Regions from separate parts of the Mus musculus genome. Here region 1 is linked to region 2. A link is a contact called in public promoter capture Hi-C data. All regions are on one chromosome and are shown on one strand. The core of a region is the stretch at or near the end of the contact, and the rest is flanking DNA. Distances in the headings are between cores, read along the strand shown. Region 1 holds the start of Mettl15 (methyltransferase like 15). Region 2 has its middle 85 kb from the start of Gm39905.

Region 1 (4,139 bases), core at 1,524-4,023, 480 kb before region 2:
TTGTCATGCACACTCGGTAGCTCCGGGTCTTTCCAAGCCGCAATACCGAGGGGACCCTCGACCTGCATCGCCCGCCGAAAGCTAATTTGTCGCCTGACACCGGATCCTCCACTCCGGCGACCCTCGAATCAACCCACGCGTCCCCAGACACAGCGCCCACCTCACTCACCTACAAGAAGTGACCGTCACAACTTGGCAGAGTTGGCTTCCAGGCGCTCCAAACACAGCCACAAATTCAAACCCAAGCCAGCTTCCCCAGCTATCCATCTCATTGGCTGCCGTTCGGATGACGTCAGCACGTCAGACGTTTTCCTGAGCGACTCGCAGTTTGGCGCCAGAGGCTGGGCCTCAGATGCCGGAGGAGAAGTTACTTTCCTGGGCGTCGCCGTGGCAACGCGCGCGGTCGTTTCCGGCAGCCGTGACGGAGGTGGGCGGAGCTCGGGCGGCGGTGCAGGTGGGAAGCAGCCACCTGGGATATTTAGTATTGCCACAGTCCTAGGGTCTGGGGTGCCCTGGGCTTTGGGTGATGTTTCTCTTAGGGGGAGAGGCGGAGTCTGCGGGCCTGTAAAAGGGCCTGGGTTATTTTGTCCTTTTTCCCTTTCTGATTAGTCAAGTTCCCAAGGATTAGGACTCAGGCTTTGGAAGGTATGGTGCCTCCATGTGAATTAATTACAAGTCCCAAGTCTTCTTTTGTCAGGGTTTCCTGGCCTGCTCCCGTTATTACTGATTAAAAATATTTGGTATTTGCGAAAATATTTGCTATTTGCCAGCATTTAACATGCTCCAAGTATGACCTTACAAACTAAAAATCACTTAAATATATTGGCCTAGTCACATTATTGGATCATGGGCTTCTTGTTTCAGATTGCATTATTTCTGAATGTATACATTAGAAAGAAAAATGCATTAAAAACATAGGGAATATTAAAAAATTGGCAGGGTATTTTATATTTGTATTGTTGGCTAGGCAAGCCTTTTATCAGTTGACATTCTCAACCCTTTAGAAAAATTTAGTAGTACGATCTGAATTACATTGTTATTGTTTATATGACTCTATTTAGTAAGCAACTCTTACTTGCAGATTTTAGGAGCATATTAGTACACACTGAAGTCAGCATCCCTTCCCTCCTGGAGTTTAGATTTCTGTAAAAATAGGATGTTACAGGGCAGAGGATTTATGCATGTGTCTGTCTATTGTCTATCTATCTATCTATCTATCTAATCTATTTTATATTTTTAAACAAGGTCTTGCCCAGTAGTCATGGCTGGCCTGGAACTTGCCATGTAGACACAAATGGGCTGGAACATATAGAGATCTTCTTGCTTCTGCTTCCTGTGTGCTGAGATTAAAGGCATAGGCCACCACACCCAGCAGTGCAGAGTACTATTAGTCACATTTTTACGTTGAAATCCCATAGATTATGATTATGTCTTAAATCTACTGAAGAAAATCAGGAGAGTTGCAAATTATACATTATTCTTTGTTTTATGAATTTTTTCTGAGCCCTGGAGAGTGCGTCAATAAAGTGACTACTTATTTCTTATTATAGTATATGTACCAACTAATGCCATCATCATTTTTGTGACATTGGTTTGGTAATAAAAATGAGGAGAGTTTGCAAGGCAGTGGTGGCACACGCCTTTAATCCCAGCACTTGGGAGGCAGAGGCAGGCAGATTTCTGAGTTCAAGGCCTGCCTGCTCTACAGGGTGAGTTCCAGGATAGCCAAGGCTACACAGAGAAACCCTGTCTCGAAAAAAAAAAATGAGGAGAGTTCATTTTGTTTTAAATATTCTTTCCATATATAGTGCTTGACCTTTGGTGTCTCAGGCATATTTTTAACCCCTTAAACATTACCTTACTTTATTCTCAAAACAGACTATAAGATATAAACATATTGTTTTGATTTTATTAGGAGAAAACTGAAGTGTTAGAAAAACTTTTATAGGGAAGTATTTCTCTTGTAAAAGAAACCAAGTCAAAATTAGCCATTTGTTTTTAAAATACTTTCTAGGTCAAGTGACTATAATATATTTTAATTTAGTTTGAAAATATGTTTATCTTGTTATCTTGAAAAATTATATTGGTAAATGACTAAGTAGGCATGTACATTCCATCTTTGTCTTGTTTTGACATTCACACTATATAGGCTTCTTAGTGTTACAAGTGTCGCCACATGTAATCCCAATACTACCCATTTAATTTCACTTCTGCATTGCACTTGCTTGATAGCAGGGTTCCACTAATGAGATCCATACTCTCCAGGAATCATACATTTGGTTAAAACAGAGAGGTTTTAACAATACAACCAATACTATTATTGTGCAGTTGTCAACTCATGAATTTGGCAGAAGTAATAACAGGACGAGAGAACCTCATGCTTTTTAACAAAATTAAAGAGTCGGGGTAGGGGACCGGAACTTCCCAAAAGTACAGGGTTAAGAAGGTTGAAATTTCCACCTTTGGTTAGAAATTGGATGATGCATGGAGCCATTATTTTATAGTAGACAGAAAATTGAAAGTTACATTTAAACTTTCGCCAGACATCAAAACAATTCTTAAAGCAAGCAAACAAACAAACAAACAAACAAACAAACAAAATAAAACCCCCCAAAACCCTTAAAAGTGAGATCTTGTTTTTCCAGGATGATCTTTTGGAAACCCCTGACCCACAACACCCTTTCAAAGTAGGTGCTGGGAGCAGCGGAACTAAAGGCAGACACACTTCAGTTGCTCCGACGGAAGGACGAGGGCCGTCTGTCCGTTCTTACAAGTTTCCCCCACTCGGGACTTAGGTGTACGCAAACAGGTTCTTCTGCGTTTTAGCATCGCGGCCGGCCCAACTTTTTTTGTTGTTTTTGTTGCCTCAGGTGAGGAGAAGTCCCTAGTTCAGGGTTGGAGACAGGGCACTTTTGGTGTTGAGGTTGTGGGGAGTGAATCCCCCGCCTGTGAGGAAATAAGCCCCTCCCCCGTCCCCTCCGGTGTACTGCCGGCCTGGCTTTGGAGAACCCCAGCTTTCCCACCCTTCACTTTTAAGATTGGCCAGGGAAGGCTGAGATCCTTTGACTAAGGGGCGCATCCTCCCTTTTCCACCCCCCCCTCCCCGCCTTAGCCCCCGCCTCCAGCCCCCTAGGTCGCGTTTCTAGCTTTAAAATTAGATTTGTAACTTTTCCTCTCGGGACTAATAGTAATTGTTAGCATCCTGAAGGAAGTTCTATTTATATGGCTCCTGTTTGTGTTCCCACAATTGAACATGGCCAATTTTGTGGTTTCCAGGACTTCAGGGAACCTTGCCCATGTAGAAAAGCTAAATGACCCAGTAACAGTGCATCTGCTTTAGAGGCCAGGTTTACTGACTGGCAGTAAATTAAACAAGCTCACAAGATTGCGGAGAGATCTGCTTTTTTTGGTAGTAGACTGGGCTACAAAGAAGGAATTTCCTTTACAGTTTGAACTCAAAAGATTTTTTTACGGCACGATCCCAACAAGGAGGGTTACTACAAATAATCTAAAAACTATATATAAATAATCAACTATTTGTAACCCCTTCTCCATGTTTACCTGGGTTACAAGCTATATATATATATATATATACACACACACACACACACACACACACATATATATGTATATCTATATACATATATACTTAATCTTGAATGTAGTTAAATACATGAAATTTGAGTACAGTAAAGAATAAAATGCCAGTAGAAACAATTTGTTGTCCATTTTTATTGCTTTACCCTCACATTGTTTTGAGGTTTTTATTGGCAGCAGTGCTTCCAAAAAAAAAAAAAAAACCCAAACAAACAAATAAAAAAAAAAAACAAAAACAAAACAAAAACAAAAGTCAAATCTGCACAAGGGCCAGCTCAGTGGTTACTTGTGTTCTGCTGGGACCCTGAGTTCAGTTCTCAGCACCCACATCATCCTACTTACCGCTGCCTGTAACTGTAGCTGGGGGTGTGGGGGTGTGGGGGTGGGGTGGAGGAGACACAATGCCTTTGGCCTCTGTGGGTACTTGCATTCTTGTGTAGCCCCAAATATAAAAATCAGTTATTAAAACTGGGCATAGAGTATAGCTTGTTTATTCCAGATTCTATTATTTTGCCTAAATACTGTGTGCCCTTACTTAGGTA
Region 2 (4,454 bases), core at 1,466-3,965:
GGTAAGTCATGGTCCCAAGGGAAACATATTACTATTATTCTACTAAGTGAACATAGCAGTAAAACGACTCCTCATGACATATTGCTCTACTTACAGATAAATGCATTGCTAAGACCTCATCAGAGATGATGCTTTTTGCAACAGCTTCAAAAATGGGCAGTATGCTGAGAGTGAGAGAATATGGAGTTCTCGGCCCTAAATTGGGAAATCCTTGTTTTACCCTTCCCCTCAAGGCTCTGGGATTTATTTGGAAGAGGGGGCAGAGGGATTGTAAGAGCTAATGGTGATAAATGATTTTAAGCAAACAGCACTTTTTCAGACACAACAGGGGAGATATACATATTAACTCACAGAAACTATGACCTGAATGAGCTCATGCCAGACAAAATTCTAGCTTGCAGGAGAGCTGGGCACATCATAGTACCACCCTTAGCCAAGAAGTTATTTCAAAGGAAAGCTCCCGAGAGAGGAAATCAGCTTACTAAAATGGAGTGAGTCTTAGTTGATGTTTCTATTGCTGTGATTAAACACCATAACCACCACCACCACCACCACCACAACAACAACAACAACAAAAAAAAAATAGGGAAGAAGAGGTTTTATTTTATCTTATGGCTTGAGTCAGCCATCATTTAGGGAAGTTGGGGCAGGATATCAAGGCAGGAATTTACAGACAGGAACTGATGCAGAGACTATGAGGGAACACAGATTTCTAACTTGCTTCCCATGACATAGCCTGATCATCTATAGCCACCAGGTTCACCAGCCCAAGGGTACCACTATCCACTGGAACTGGGCCTTTCCCCATCAATCTTTAATCAAGAAAATGCACCATGGGCTTGCTTTCCATCAGGCTAAGTCTAGTGAGGTGATTTTCTCATTTGAGGTTTCCTCTTCCAAAATGACTCTAATGCACAACTTGTCAACCTGTGGGTTGTGACCACCCACCAGAGTCCCAATCTATACATCAGATCTTCACATTATGAGTAATACCAGAAACAAAAATTACAGTTATGATGTAGCATCAGGATAATTTTGTGGTTGGAGGGTTCACCACAAAATGAGGAACTTCATTAAAGAGTTACAGTATTATGAAATTTGAGAGTCACTGCTCTAATGTTTGGCATGTTACCAGAAATATAGCCAGCACTGAGTGACATTGAGTATGCCAAGCACATCCCAGGTCAGGCCGCATACTTTGGAATATATGACCAACAGAAGTTGGACTCCACATTTTACAAGACTTCTAAGTTTTTTCTTTTTAAAATTATTTTTGGTTTTAATTTTTGTTTTATTTTGTTGTTGTTGTTTGTTTTTTTAAGGGAGACAAAGGACATGACTAGGAGTGAGGAGTATTTGAGACTAGTTATGGGATGGGAAAGTATATGATAAAATAGAGACTCTCAATGGCCAGAAAAGACATGTTCAGTAAGGAAACTTTCAATGCTGGGACATCTATCTCCCCCTTGAGTTCTTCATTTCCTTTCTGCTTGTCTCTCTTTCATCCTCTCTTTTCCCCTTCCATCTCCTCCCTTCCTTTCTCTCCTTCCTCATTTTCATTTTCATCTTCTTTTTCTCTATCTTCTTGTTTACTAGGGAGACTCCCAAGTTAAACTTTATAATAGTTTTTCTTGCCTTTACATTGACTTTATTTTTATTATTATATTCCAAACTTGAAGACTGCAAAGTAAAGCGATTTCTATTTTACTTTGTAGAATTAAGTATTATAAGATCTGTTAACTCAGTTTTTGTCTGTCTGCCTCACAGCTTCAAGGTATTGTTTTCCCCCCTTTTTTATCCTCTCTTCTTGTGAGTTAAACTCTTTGAAAATAACATTTTACTGCCATTTACATGTATTTCCAGGCAAAGAGGGACATAAATTCTGCTTAGCTAATTACCTTTAACCAGAATCTGTCCTCACTACATTGCATAGTAGTCTTTTCTAATAATAGTGCTGTGGGGTAAGTAGGGCAGATATCATTCTTTCTCTTACTGACAAAATAACCTAAGTAAATGTTTAAGGATTATGAATCAAGCCAGTGAATATTTAAGTTGAAGCCACCATGATTTCTTTGTATCCACCTCATTCTGTTTACTCTTTTTTGTCAATAGGCTTTAACGTAAGGAACTGTGGAAGTGCTGTTCTGCTGAAGTGTTTCTTAAAATGCCAGTCATAGAACTCTAGTCTCGGGAGCTTTGCACAAACAGGATTTAATAATCAACCATGTTCGAGAAAAACTCCATAGTAATGGAGTTAAAAAAACATTCTGTGACACCCTGATAGCCTGGAGATGATCATTAAAAGTTAATGACAAAGTTTTATGACATTAAGGATAGAGCAACTACATAACAAGACACATAGAACCTGAGAAAGGTAAAATTCTTTGTACAAGCACACTAAGTGTTGAACAAATGCAAATAGCTCTCTTTTCCATGTTTTTTATGTACTAAAGAGTTTAAATGGTGTTTAAGATTATTAAGAATAATCATTTCTCATAGGATTATTAATGTAATTTAATGAAATTACAAATAGTTTGTTTATTTACATAATAGCCTTTCACCGAACATCTGCTATTTATAGAGTACAGTGCTGTGTACTAGGGATGGACATGATGAGAAATGATTCCAGCCTCTGGTGGAATCTGAGGTTGATAAGTGTTTAAAAGAAGTCTGATCCTAACCTGATAAATTAGTCAAGCTTGCTCTAAGGAGCTGACATTCAAATTAAAACCAGATGGAGAAATATGAGTTACTTAGCTCTCAGGGAGTTGTGGGGTTGGAGCAGAGAAAGCACAGAACATTCTACAAATTGCTATTACTTCAGACTCCACAATAAGATATGCCAACCTCGTCTAACTTCCCTGATGAGGAATAGAGATTCTAGAGCACTCGGAAATAAAGAATCCCAATTTTAAATGTAGCCTTAGTCATCACGTCTAATTCTATACCCAGAATGAAAAAATGACCACATCCTAAAGAGATGGCCTCTGAATTGTAAATCTTGTGGCAAGGAACTATTTCTTACAGATTAAGAGTTATCTGCACAATATCTCCTTTAGAGGCATATAAAAATTTTAAAACTGAAAATGACAAGCATAGGTTATTTTAGGCTCATAATCTTTATGTAAATTTTCTTTTTCTCTATGTGTAAATTTGCGTATGTGTGGATGTAGTATATACGTTTATGCACATATCCATGCACGCACAAGCATGTGGAGGCCAGAGATGAATGCCATGTTTTGGTGTCTTTCTTTATTATTTTCCCTTTTGTTTTTGAGACAGAGACTCTAAGAGAACTTGGATCACAGTAGCATGACTAGTGTATCTAACAATAAGCTCCAGGTATCTTTCCTTGCAACACTCTCTAGACACACTGGGGTTACAGATACATAGCACCACTTTCAGCTTATATTAAATATATTTAATACATATATAATACAGCGTGCATATTATATCATGTTTATGCCATCCTTTAGAGATGTCAGATTTTGATTTCTGTGAATATGAGTTCCAGACCAAACTATTCTTTTGAACCCTATTCCCCTTGTCTACCCATTTTAAGCTTTTGAGAAACTCACAAGTTAACTTTCCATAATTTGTTTTGCAGCATAATGTTTAGGCTGTGTCCTGGAAACATGAAAGTGGTCCTTTCCAGTCCTTTAAATATTTTACTTGTTATGGGTCACCAGAAGCTGCTAAATTTCAATAGCTTGTGGGTTTCTCAGATACTTCAGTTTCATGGCCCATTTTCCTAATTTATCTTAAAGTATTGCTTGAAATCTAAAACAAAACAAAACAAACAAGGAAACCTGTATACATGTACACATCTGACTGAAGAAAGCATGCTTATCAACGAAAGGGCGTGGCAACTTGCTTGAATGTCAAGTCCTCACTGACACATTTTGCATTTCATAAAGGACAATATATTAATGTATGATATAATATATTAATATATTCCCATTAATACAATATGTAAATAATATAATTGAAGATGTCACCATGTGAAATCCTTCTTGGAAGCTTCTACAAGAAAGTCCATGTTAGGATCTTTGCTTCCGAGGACCCTAGAAAATATCAGGGGCCCAGACTCCCTTCATATTGACAGAGAATTTTCCCCACTAAGGCTCTTTGCTGTCATCACCTTATACTAATATATTTCCTCCCAGGATAGAATGGAATATTCCAACAAAACTAAAATTAGTTTTGTATGTTACTCAAAGCATGTGTCTATGGGTCTGTATTTCAGATGGTATGAAACACCCATAAACTATTCTTCAAGCCCCCGAATGTAGTTTTGTTTGTTTGTTTTCTGGCGCCAAGTGCTTTGACTCACTTTCTTAGTGACATCAGAAAAGAAATTTTCTCCTTTGTTTTGACTTCTTGGAACATTGTTTTGCTAGGCTGTCCTTCATGAGAACATTATGTGGGTGAAGTCTACTTCAACGACCAATGAA

The links. Promoter capture Hi-C pulls out the DNA fragments that hold promoters and counts their contacts.
Region 1: a promoter capture Hi-C map of second pharyngeal arch cranial neural crest shows a contact between it and region 2, with 2.6 times the contacts expected there. The contact joins the promoter of Mettl15 here to the enhancer-like site in region 2. A contact is called at or near these places in 5 of 39 promoter capture datasets (the 3T3-L1 cell line, hippocampal neurons, maxillary cranial neural crest and 1 more), 1 of 484 Hi-C or Micro-C datasets (cortical neurons) and 1 of 115 datasets of contacts at active chromatin or transcription factors (embryonic stem cells).

What each region holds. Positions count from the first base shown.
Region 1 is chr2:109,276,924-109,281,062 of GRCm38.p6, reverse strand. Mettl15 (methyltransferase like 15) reads left to right here and starts at 2,773. Exons shown (of 6, transcript NM_029790.3): 1 at 2,773-2,870. Kif18a (kinesin family member 18A) reads right to left here and starts at 325. Exons shown (of 17, transcript NM_139303.1): 1 at 170-325.
Region 2 is chr2:108,793,577-108,798,030 of GRCm38.p6, reverse strand. No RefSeq gene overlaps it. Among named protein-coding and RNA genes, the nearest start is that of Gm39905, 85 kb to the left of the region's middle. Within about 2 kb of position 2,715, at least 8 of the 459 cell types and tissues checked have an H3K27ac peak or open chromatin away from gene starts, as enhancers often do. A contact at or near this core is called in second pharyngeal arch cranial neural crest, where this site is marked.